2 separate regions of the Mus musculus genome follow, and region 1 is linked to region 2. The links are chromatin contacts, called in public HiChIP or PLAC-seq maps. All regions are on one chromosome and are shown on one strand. The core of a region is the stretch at or near the end of the contact, and the rest is flanking DNA. Distances in the headings are between cores, read along the strand shown.

Region 1 (6,635 bases), core at 3,065-5,564, 110 kb before region 2:
TGGGGGTGGGGGGCAGAAGGAGGGAGGAACCTGGATAGGAGAGGGGTCAGTGAGGGGAGAAGGGCAACATGATCAAGTATTAAAAGTGGGGACGGGAGGGGGAGCAGACCCTCCAGAATGTACCAGAAACCTGGGAGGTGAGAGAGTCTCAAAATCCAAAGGGAGGCACCCTAGATGAAATGCCCAACAGTGAGGAGATGGAACTTGTAGAGTTCATCTCCAGTAGAAAGACAAGGCATCAAGTGGAGGGATTGTGCTGCCATCCCACAGTCAGAAACTGACCCAGAACTGTTCTGTCTAAAACAGCAGGGACAAAAATGCAGAACAGACTGAGGGAAAGGAGGTACGGTGACAGGCCAAAATTGGGATTCATATTAAGGACAAGCTCCAAGGCCTGACATTATTACTGATGCTATGGTGTGCTTATAGACAGGAGCCTAGCATGACTGGCCTCTGACAGGCCCAACAAACAGCTCAGTGAGTCAGATACAGATACTTAACGCCCCAACAATGGGTAGAAGCTGGGGACCCCTGTGCTGGAATTAGAGAAAAGCTGTAAGAAGCTGAGGGGAGAAAGACCCCATAGGAAGACTAGCAGTCTCAACTAACCTGGTCCCCCCAGAGATCTCTCAGTCTGCCACCAACCACTCAGCATACACCAGTTCATATGAAGCCCCCAAAACATAAACAGCAGATGACTGTCTGGTCTGGCCTTAGTGAGAGAAGATGCACCTAGCCCTTGAGAGACTTGAGACCCCAGGGAGTGGGAGGTTTGGCAGGGACACACACACACACACACACACACACACACACACATATTCTATTGGAGATGGGGGGGGAGATATGCGATGAGGAACAGAGGCCAGACCAGGAGGGGGAATAGTGACTGGACTATAAAATAACATCAAGATATATATATATATATATAGATAGATAGATAGGTAGATAGATAGATAGATAGATAGATAGATAGATAGATAGATAGATTGATAGATATAGATATAGATATAGATATAGATATAGATATAGATATAGATATAGATATACATATATACATATATACATATATACATATATATGTATATGAACATGATACGGCCAGGCAGTGGTGGTGCACGCCTTTAATCCCAGCACTTGGGAGGCAGATGCAAGCAGATTTCTGAGTTCAAGGCCAGCCTGGTCTACAGAGTGAGCTCCAGGACAGCTACGGCTACACAGAGAAACCCTGTGTAGCCTCAAAACACCAAAAAACAAAAATCAATCAATCAAACAAACAAACAAACAAAAAAACCCCAACAACAATAACCTATAGAAAAAATTAAGCTGGACCTTAGTAAGACAATATCCCTTCCCGATGCTATTCCCTGACCTAAAAGTTCTGTTTCTAAATGATTTTGAAATCAATATTGTCTGAGTGGTCCTAGGCAAATCATGGTTTAAAGACAGGCTAGAAAATTGTAGTCAATAAATAGAATCTCTTAATGAAAGAAACTAAACATGCCATGTTATAGGTTAAACCAGTCAAAGAGGGACTATAGAGAGTGCATCTCCTCCAAATGTGAGGGATCAACATGGCTCTTTCCAAGTCACTCATGAGTTATACCAATAAGGACTTCTGGTTTTCTGACTCCTGCTCATCCATTTTATGCTAAATTTATCACATTAGATCCTGCCAAAACATTAGGCTGGGATACAGAAACTATCCAATATAGGAGAGTCAAACATTTGCAGAATTAGTTTTACTACTATCAATGTTTATCAGGGAATCATGTTTAAAATTCTGTTCCCCTTTTCTCCACAGTTAGAAATTCTGATTCATAAGTCAGAATAAAAATTTATAACTCATCACTATAAAGCCACTGCAGTGCAAACCTAGATTTAGAAATAATGTTTCTTCCTAAGGTAACCAGCTACAAACTTTTGATTTACAATGGTTACCTGCTTACAAGATATGCTAGTTCACTACTGGTGTGGAAGTAACCAACCAATATCTGATTGAATTTAAGGCTAACTCCATGAGATAGAACCCATTCCTGACACAGCTCAGGTGTCTAAGAACCTAAGACTACATAGGCCAGGGACCTAGGAGAAAACCAAAAACTACTGTTCGGCCAAAGGAACATAGCCATAAAATGAATTCTAATGATATTCTGCTATACTCACATGCCAGGAGCCTGCCTGGTCTTAGGGGAATCACAGGCTAAAAGACTGATGGTCTCCAGCCTTGTAGGAAACTTGATTTTTTTCTTCTTGTTCTGTGCTAAGAACTTAACTCTTTTGTACTGGTCTGTACTTCATTAAGTACTGAAGAAACTTAACTCTTTATCTCTCTTCTTAAGTTACGTGATAGTACTCTGTGCTTGAATAAGTTCTGCAAACTCTTAAACTCTTACTTTATAAACATACTTTATAATTCTCTGTCAATTAACATATGCTGTATAGCAGCAGAGAATTCAGTAGAGGAGTTATTGCTGAGGCTCCTGTTTCTCTTTTCCAGAGTCTCACCTCTCTACGAGAGGGAGGCTTGGAGCAATTACCTTTTAGTAAAAACCTGACAGCCCAATTTAAGGGGGGGGGGGGCTCCCTAATCTGGTATTTTCTTTAAAATATTTATAATAATGGCAAAATGAAATAATCTCCAAGTGAAATGATCATAATGTTATTAATTTTAAATATAAGCATTTTAGCAGAAATCCCCTAAGAAGATAGGGACAAATGCTGAAGGGTGGAATAACTTAAGTATGCCAATGAGCTTTCTGTCCAGAGCACGGATTGTGATGGTTAAAATGATGAATTGACTGGGTCAAAATTTGCTGTAATATGTAGTGAAATACTTATGAGAGTTTGATTCATTTTTCTTTTTTTAAAATTTGTTGTAGTTCCATAGCAGCTTATAGGCCAGCCATTTGGTATGATTTATTTCAATATGTGTCACATGGTATGTTTAGTGATTGTTGACTAATATTTAATTCTAAAAAACTCCTTAAGTGCTCTAAAATGCAATAAACTAGCCATTATAATTTGAAAAGCATTGAACAGTTTGATATATATGTTACTATACCAATGCCAGAATGTCATTATTCTTTTGACTGAAAATAGTCTGCTACTCAATAAAAATGTTTCACATCAATTTTTCTTTGCTTCTGAAATAAAAAAATAAAACCAATACTTTTGGAAGTCCCTCCTCCACCCCTAACCTCTTTCCAGGTAAGGATCAGTACCAAGTCTCAAAATGTATCTCACAGGTAGACAAGTAGGTTTTTTTCCTCTTCTACCAAGGGTTCCCATCTGGGGATCTGCAACAAGCCAGTCTGCATACACGAGAAGTACCTCCCTCTCCCCTCATAAGACCTAGTCACCTCCATCTTGACATCTGTGCTGAGGCCCATGCCCACGTTCCACAGACAGCACTCTCAGCTTCCTTTACCCACCACCCATTGAAATATTAGCACCTCTAAGTGAGACTTGCACATGCTTTCCAAAGAAATCACCCCTTTACTCTCCCTACAAATACCAAAGTCACAATCAGTTGAGGACCTGAGGCAGGACCCTGCTGCATTCCAAGTAGTACACTCCCTTTTTCCTTCTATCTGGGAGTGTTAATTCTGTGCTAATGTTGAGCATCTGTGAACCAAATGGTAACCTTCACACATCTCTCTCTGGCCCTCCAACCTCAATCTCAGAGAAACTGCAATGAGAACGTTCTGATTCTACATAGCACCTACTATGAGATCCGAAGCAGCAACTTGCCCTAGCAGAGCAAAGATCATCTGTGATACCACAACCACACATTAGACCTTCATGCCCACAAAAATAAGTCTGAAATATCACTTAGCCAATTCCAAACCTTCCAAACCAATAAGAGCAAACAGATCCAAATAAAAACACTGAACAAGGGAGGGCAAAATATCCATACTAAAAGAAACACTATCACAAAACAAACAGCAAAACCAAAAAACAACAAATTTGCTACTCTAAAAATTAGTACTTCAATAGTTTCTTTTTAAGGAAAGAAACTTGGATGATACTCAAGATAACAACTCTTAATGCATTCAGAGAACTCAAAGGGGACATGAAAAAAATGCAAGAAAGAAGACTACTAGATTAAATAGAAACAAATTATTGAATGAATTAAAGAATAATTCAATACATAAAAATAGAATTTAGTAAGAAACAGAAATTCTGAGGAAAAACTGAACTAGAACTTCAAATATAAAATTTAGTAATTCTAATAAAAAGTTCAGAGGGAAGCCACACAAAAAGGAGGAACTTAATGACAGACAGGAAGTGGAGAGATTGGGATGGAGGAACTAAATCAGTTAGCAAGAATAAATAATTAAGAAAAAAGATCAGGAGAAAGAGGAACAGGAGGCGGAGAGAACGAAGAGAAAGAGGAGTAGGAAGAGGAGAAATGCAGGATATCCAGGAGACCATAAATACCAAACCTTTAAATTACAGGTATAAAAGATGTAATCTGGATAAAAGGCACATTATTTAAAAAAAAAAAAAAAAGGAGAAGAAAATTTCCCACAGCTAGAAGACATATCTATCCAGTATCAAGAAGTATTTAAAGCCAGACGGTGGTGGCGCACGCCTTTAATCCCAGAGCTTGGGAGGCAGAGGCAGGCGGATTTCTGAGTTCGAGGCCAGCCTGGTCTACAGAGTGAGTTCCAGGACAGCCAGGGCTACACAGAGAAACCCTGTCTCAGATCCCCCCCCCCCCAAAAAAACAAGTCAGTAGACAAACAGTAAATAGGTTCATGCTTGCCTATCAGTTCTTCATTAAACCTTATGTAGTTACTAATTGTTAAGCATGACTTGTATAGAAAGACTAAATTTTCACAAGAAAAAGTAATGTTTTTTACATTGCAAAATGAACAAAAACATTTTTGTTTGTCTTCATGATTTTGAGTGTTTCAATGCATCACAAACTATTTTTCTGTTTTTGTTTAATTTTTGTGATCTGCTACTATCCTTTATGTTAGGCAAACAAGTTTGCAACACCTGTACACGACAACTTGTGATTAAGGCTCAGATGAAGCATTTGCAGGCGAACCAGCAGCATTACCCTGTGGTGGGTGCTGGAGAGACTCAGCCTAGCCCTCAGTGCTGCATACGAAATGATCAGCTGGCCAGGCAGTGGTGGCGCACACCTTTAATCCCAGCACGTTGGGAGGCAGAGGCAGGCCGATTTCTGAGTTTGAGGCCAGCCTGGTCTACAGAGCGAGTTCCAGGACAGCCAGGGCTACACAGTTAAAAAAAGAAAAAAGAAATGATCAACTGGCTTACTTGTTCTTTACTTTCAAATAGACAGACAGACAGACAGACAGACAGATGAAATGCTTTGTATTGGGGTTGCTTACAAAAGAATGGATGAAAGGTCAAGAAGCACGAGCCACTTTTACCTGTGGCCACACAACTGAGTTAGATAAATGTCTCTTCTCGTCTACCATGCATCAGCTGATTATGGTATTTAGGGAGGACGGGGGCCTTACAAATCCCTTTCTGCCTCCCTCAACAGTCCCCACCTTGTGGAGGTCATGGCAGCTCCTGAAAGTCAAGAATTTAGAGAGCATCACCGACCTGAAACACCATTACAGTGGTGGGTTTATTTTTCCGGATCTGAAGTCCATGGCTGAGTAAAACTGCTGCTGACGATTACGCACATCAGATACTGAGCTCCCAAAGCAACACAGGAACTTGCCACTGGTCTCGGATAGCATCTTCTAGTATTATCAGAGTCTGTTCAGTTCCAACTTATTTTTTTCTGTGTTCTGTCACTAGTACATGTTGTATCTTGACTAATACGATTTTATCATCTAATTCTGGCTGGCAACAATAAGCAGTACATGCCAACTGCCTGTATTGGTTTAGAGGGATTGTGGACCCCTAACAATCTCTTTTTGAATAAGTGAATACAGTGACTGGCACATGACTACCACATAAACATAGCTCTTGCATGATGAAAATGAGTATAATAGTGCCATACGTTAGTACGGCGTGCAGAGGTAGATAGAAATTAAAGAAGAATCCCAAGAAAGGCTCAAACTATTTGTTATTGTATGATCTCACTCTTCAGGTGACAATTATTTTAAGGCAGAATAGTAATTTGCCATATATCATACATACCATATCTTTTCATACTTTTTTTTGGAGGGGGGGGGGGACTTTTGAGACAGGGTTTCTTTGTGTAGCCCTGGCTGTCCTGGAACTCACTCTGTAGACCAGGCTGGCCTTGAACTCAGAAATCCGCCTGCCTCTGCCTCCCGAGTGCTGGGATTAAAGGTGTGCGCCACCAACACCTGGGCATTTTATACTTCTTAGTATTCACAAGCTATTTAGCTTCTATAAGCATAGATAACTTAAAATACTAAATCAAGTGCTAAGGCTGGGAAATCATGCTAAAAGATGTAAAGGTTAAGAACTGTGGTTTATTTTAAAAATATAGTATTTGGCAAAATAGGTAATAGTTTTGATGAAATAAGCTAACACTTAGAAATATTACATCCATATGATAGGAAGATGTAGAGTGGGGAGGAGGCTGACACGCTTGCTCTTTCAATACTGCGCTGTCTTTATAGGCCTTACTTTTACACCTTGACCACATTACTCAAATTACGTAACAGCAGATCACA
Region 2 (6,030 bases), core at 1,827-4,326:
CAGGTCTAAATGGGATATCTTCATCAAATTTCTCCAGTCCCAAACGGGCGTGGTGGTGCACGCCTTTAATCCCAGCACTTGAAAGGCAGAGACAGGCGGATTTCTGAGTTTGAGGCCAGCCTGATCTACAGAGTGAGTTCCAGGACAGCCAGGGCTACAGAGAGAAACCCTGTCTCGAAAAAACCAAAAAAAAAAAAAAAAAAATTTTTTTCTCCAGTCCCAGATCAAGGGACTGAAGACCAAGAAGGTGGAAAGACTACAAGGCCATAGCAATGGAGGACTCCAGAGAAAGAGGGCATCTTCCAGACACAACAATAATGCACATATGAACTCATTGAGCCTGTGGCAGCATAAAAAAAGATATGTACAGCTTCAAGCTAGATAAGGTCTCAGCTAAGAGGGATACGTGTACCTGTAGTCCCACCACTAACCAAGAAGCTATTTGTAATTGATACCACCTGCAAAAGTCAGTTCTATCCAGGGCAGGCCCTGGTGCCCAGAATTAGTTGACCAAGACGAAAGATATTCATATTCTATCCCCCCTTCTCTTTCTCTTCCTCTCCCCCCCACTCCCTTTGCCTGGGCCTGTGTCTGTGTGTATATATACACTTTTTGTTCTGTTTAATTGTGAAACTGATTTTTGTGTGTGTGTGTTTTGAGTTTTAGTTGGTTGGTTGAGTTTTGTGGGGAGTTTGAGAGAGAAAATGAAGTATGTAAAGAGGTAGAGAGAGGATCTGACAGGAGTATGTGGAGGGAAAACATCAGGATCAAAATCTATTGTTTGAAACAAGTATAAATAAACAAAAAATGGTATTTACAGGACCATGAAATATTAACATACAAAAAAAGGAGACAATTTTTTCTATTCCATCGCCTTAAACACTCAGCCAGAACTACTGCTTCAAAGAGAATTTTTTTAAAAAACCTGCATTACATATTGAACTTAATGACAGTACAGAATGTACTTGTTTTATCATTTAATATCTAGTAAATAATAACGGGTATCAAGGGTATAGCAGTAAGAATCCTTGCTACAGAATGTAGGACTGGAAATGTAGCTTGGTATAGAGTTTGCCTACCATGCGCCAAAGCCTTGAATTCAGTCCCCAGGTCTGAGTCAAACAAAGTAATTCCAACACTCAAGAAGTAGAGACAAAGATCACCAATTCACCAATCTATGTGGGCTACAAGAGACAGTCTCAAGACAAAAGGAAAGGAAAGAGAGTGGGGTGGGGGAGGGAGGAATTAAGTAAGTTTTTTAGTACCATAAAGCAAGCCTTAGCGTTGAATTTTATTGTATTACCAATTTCGTGGAGAACTGTAAACATTATGTGTAAACTCTAAACACTAAAATGGGAAGGTAGAAACCCTGTCTCGAAAAACCAAATAAATAAATAAATAAATAAATAAATGAATAAATAAAATAAAATAAAATGGGAAGGAGGTCCTAAAACTACTTAACTAGGCAGTGCATTCCAAAACAAAGCATGATAGGTTACCAGGCCAGCAAGCTTTAAGAAAACATTAGTGAACATGCTCAATAGTAAAAAAAAATTTTTAAATTTTAAAAACGAACTTTTTTTTCCTTTTTCTTTTTTTTTCTTTTTCAATCTTAGAGACCGAACTTAAGGTGTTCAGATACTAAGCATTGGCCCTACCACTTGAGCTATATATTCCAGGCGGTGGGAACGGACCGTAAATTTTAGAGAACAAATAACCAGTAGCAGTGCAGAAATATGACCAGCAGGAATCCCTGCACTGGTGATGCAGAGGCAGGTGGATTTCCTGGAGCACCAGGTTAGCTACCATACAGAGTTCTAAGTTGGGCAGGACTACATATAAGACCCTGACTCAAAAAACAACCAAAAATACCAAAAGTTTTAACCATCACACTTTTAAATTAGAATACTAATAACTTTTCCCATAGAAAGAGTTAGGCTCCACTCCCTTCCGCCCTTTTTAAACGCAAAACTCAAGTGGGTGAAATACAGCAAAGATTGGTGCTAACCTAAGCTTACCGAGCCTATCAAAAGCGTCTCCCGGGTTCCGAATTGCTTCATTTCTAACGTAAGCTTTCTAAGCAGTACTAGGTAAATCACCAAGTGTGAGTGACCGTACTGAGTCCAAGATTTAAAAAAAAAAAAAAAAAAAAAAGTTGGTCAAGTCTTCCAAGTCTTCTCTCAGAGCACCTGACTGACTACGTGCGAGCTTGCGGGCTCAGCCACACCGGCGGCTGCCTTCTGGGTCCCCAAGAAAATCCTCAGAACTGAGTCCAGCTGCTTTCACTGCTGAGCAGAGAACACCAACTTCCAGCCCGAGCTAGACCGCCTGCCTTCTTGGCATTCCCATCGCACAACACGCCCTCTCTCCCTGGCAGTTCACATGCCGCAACGAAGTCGCATCTATTAAGCGCCCACTGTCTACCCCGCATCATGGCTCCCCCCAGGAACCGCACAAAGAAATGGCCTCAAGACGGAGGAAAGAAAAAGGGAAAGATCATCTGCTAGGGCCAAGAACGAACCCGAGTGAGGGTCGGGCTACCTGCTACCTCGCGGATCCGGACATCCCGACCCAAGGGAGGCTCGGAGGACGCACAGGCCCGGCCTTCCTGGAGTCGGCCGCAGAGGGGTCGGTCGGCGCCCCAGACCACACAGGCGTGGCAGTCCGGAGCAACAGCACCTCCGATCGGCTCCCGGGAGGCAGGCGAGCGAGCTCCCGAATCCCGAGGGCCAGAATGGACTGTCAGGGCCGCCTCCTCCCTCCCAGCTGACTGCTTTGCACCGCGGAGCGCCCAGGCCCGTGCTGCCCTGCGAAGACCGGACCGAGGCCGCCACCCTTCCCGCTCCGTCCCGACCAAGAAGAGGTTACCTGCGCCGCTGGCGGAGGTCCAGACGCCACCCGAATGAAAGGGATGAAAAGTGCGGCCTCCCCTGAGGGTTTTGGGAATCTTTGGAAGACTTGTTCCGCACTGGGTGACAGCTGTTCGCTGCGCACGCGCACGGGGCGCCACCACGGAATCCCTCCGCCGCGCTCCCCTCCCTCCCGGCTCGGAGGTGGGCGGGAGGCGGCGCGGGCGCGCAGGCTGTGCGGGCTGCCTCTGCCTGCGTGTGGCGCACGCGCCCCCACGTGACCGCTGGGCCGGGCGCTCTCTGGGTCACGTGGGTCTCTAAACTGCTTAAAGGTGCCCGACTTGAAGCCGAGACTTCCGCCTCTTGCCTAGTCTACGCTTGCCGTGCTGTATTTCCTTTTGCCTTGGGGACAAGCTCGCCTCTTCTTTCTCAAAGGAGGAAAAACACTGACGAAGCAGAAGGAGCAGGTGCGCAACAGATCTTTGTCGGATCACTCACTAGGTTCCCACAGGGGCTGGACCTGAAATAAAATAGTACACGAACACGCCTGCAGGGACTCGGTGCGAGTCTATGGCAACCCTCGGTGCAAGAACGGCTGGCTGATTTTTACCTCGAGTGGAGGTGGTCAGGAAGGCCAGACTCACGATGACATTGTCCTGTGCCGGTACACCAACCAGTGGGCTGCACCTCTGAGCCTACTTCAGTCGGAGATCCCAAGTGAGCAGTGTTCCCAAATTCCTAGCAACCAAGCCTGCCCTTGAGCAAAAAGGTCTAATACTTAAAGACTAGAGAAATCTTGATTAGGGATCCTGAATTGAGTTACCTTCCTACACGTCTGTGTAAATCTGACTTCCAAGACCGCAGAGGAATCACACAGATCTCAAACTCTTACTTCCAGATAGGTGCCTAAACACTAAGCGTTTTGCAAAGGCTAAACAGGTTTTACTGTCCCACAGTTCCTATCTGGGTTTTTTTGTTGCATTTCTTCTAGTTACTGACCAGGCATATACAAAAGTGAGCACACAGGACCATCATTTTACGTGTTGTTAGAAAACAAGGATTTCTAATGAATGTGGTGCATACTTATAACCCAGGACTTGGAACAGAGATCAGAGGACTAGAAATTCAAGATCATTCTCAACACATCATAGACCTGAAGTTAGACTGGGCTACATGATATGCTGTCTCAAAAACTGATCACCTCTTTAAAAAAAAAAAGCTCAACATAACTATTTAAATGTACTTAAATGTGTTTTTTTTAATTTATTTCTTTTTTTTTTTTTTAGGGGGAGCACTGTAAAGACAGATGGGATATGGTTAATTAACTGAAAGATAATGAGATCTAACCACCATATTTCTTTGACTGGAAAAACACCGCTTGGGGGCTAGAGAGATGGCTCAGTGGTAAAGAGCATCGACTGCTCTTCTGAAGGTCCTGAGTTCAAATCCCAGCAACCACATGGTAGCTCACAACCATCCGTAATGAGATCTGACGCCCTCTTCTAGTGCATCTGAAGACAGCTACAGTGTACTTAGATATAATAATAAAAAAATAATAATAATAATAAAACACAGCTTAGGGTTTGGAAAAATACAATTCTAAACTTACTTAACTTATATATAGTCAACTGGTAATTTTTCAATGTGGATATTATAGAGATTGGCAACCATACTCCAAAGCAATTGAATATACTAAAACTATAGTTACATATCTTAAATTTTAGGGCGTTTTGTGAACTACAAAGATTGCACATCTATTATTAAATAATTGAAATAGTTCAATGAATAAGTACTCTTATTATCCTTGCTAAGCAGAGATTATCAAGGCCAACGTACTGGCACACACCTTTAATCCTAGCACTTGGGGGACAAGGAAGGCAGATCTCTAAATACAAGGCCAATTTGATTTACAAGTGTAGATCAGTGTGAGTTGCTGAAAGGCAGGGATATATGTGAGAAACCCTGTCTCAAAAGAAATGAAGGAGAGGGGAGTGAGATAGAAGTATATCCCCAGTTGCAGTCTGAGAGAGACAAAGACTTCATGATCTCTTTTATGGGCCCTAGACATTGCACACACACACACACACACACACACACACACACACACACCACACACTTTGCATACATATTAATGGGGTGAAAATAAAAGCAAGACTGCCTTGGAAACAAAAGAGAATAATGAGACTAATGAGTAAAAGTGTAGTCTGGGAAGGTGTGCTTAAAACATAACATAAGAAAATAGCTTTCCAGCCGGGCGTGGTGGTGCACACCTTTAATCCCAGCACTTGGGAGGCAGAGGCAGGCGGATTTCTGAGGCCAGCCTGGTCTACAGAGTGAGTTCCAGGACAGCCAGGGCTATACAGAGAAACCCTGTCTCAAAAAAAACAAAAAACAAAACAAAAAACAAAAAAAAAAAAAGAAAGAAAGAAAGAAAGAAAGAAAAGAAAAAGAAAGAAAGAAAGAAAGAAAGAAAGAAAAGAAAAGAAAAGAAAAGAAAAGAAAAGAGCTTTCCTCATCTCTGTATAACCGAAATATAAGTCAATGTCAAAAGTGCTGCGTCTGTGCACACACACACACACACCCTGGGGCGGGCGTGGGGAGTGGGGGGTTGGTAGTATGCTTTGCATCCTAGCATTAGGGATGCAGAAGCAGGGGGATCTCTTGAGTTCAAGGCCAGCCTAGCCTAGTCTACAGACGGAGTTTCAAGACAGCCAGGGGTGCAAAGATAAACATTGTTTCAAAAACAAAACAAAACAAAAAACAGAAGTTTTTTTCAAGACTTGTTGGGCATAGTGCCACAACCCTTTATGGTACCAGCTACTTGGCAGGTGGTTCACCTTGAGTTCAAAGCCAACCTGGCTATATATAGGTTAACTGGAGCTAAATAGTAAGACCCTGTCTTAAGAAAGAAGGAAAGTAATAAAGAATGGAAGGAAGAGAGAGAGAAGGAGGGAGGGAGAGAGGGAGGGAGGGGAAAGTCCAGGAGCTAGTCTAAATTAAAAGTAACTGAAGAGATATCCTGGGTTTAAGAAAGAAAAGGAAGGAAGGAAGGGAAGAAGGAAGGAGAGAGAACTGTAAATAGAGGGTGCACATATATGTGTCTATGTAAAGAAAAAAGTGTGACAAATGTTTGGGGTTTTGGGGTTTTTTTGGTTTGGTTTGGTGTGGTGTGGTGTGGTGT

Evidence for each region. HiChIP or PLAC-seq counts read pairs in DNA pulled down with a chosen protein or histone mark.
Region 1: an H3K4me3 HiChIP or PLAC-seq map of bone marrow-derived macrophages shows a contact between it and region 2, with 5 times the contacts expected there. The contact joins the enhancer-like site here to the promoter of Kdm4c in region 2. A contact is called at or near these places in 1 of 39 promoter capture datasets (the C10 cell line), 3 of 484 Hi-C or Micro-C datasets (bone marrow-derived macrophages, nephron progenitors and rod photoreceptor), 10 of 115 datasets of contacts at active chromatin or transcription factors (the 230-238 cell line, the SCID.adh cell line, bone marrow-derived dendritic cells and 4 more) and 4 of 9 other capture datasets (adipose tissue, liver, macrophages and 1 more).

What each region holds. Positions count from the first base shown.
Region 1 is chr4:74,360,635-74,367,269 of GRCm38.p6, reverse strand. The region is part of intron 17 of Kdm4c (lysine (K)-specific demethylase 4C); the gene reads right to left. Among named protein-coding and RNA genes, the nearest start is that of Kdm4c, 110 kb to the right of the region's middle. Within about 2 kb of position 4,314, at least 4 of the 459 cell types and tissues checked have an H3K27ac peak or open chromatin away from gene starts, as enhancers often do. A contact at or near this core is called in bone marrow-derived macrophages, where this site is marked.
Region 2 is chr4:74,248,925-74,254,954 of GRCm38.p6, reverse strand. It overlaps Kdm4c (lysine (K)-specific demethylase 4C), which reads right to left and starts at 3,076. Exons shown (of 22, transcript NM_144787.2): 1 at 2,869-3,076.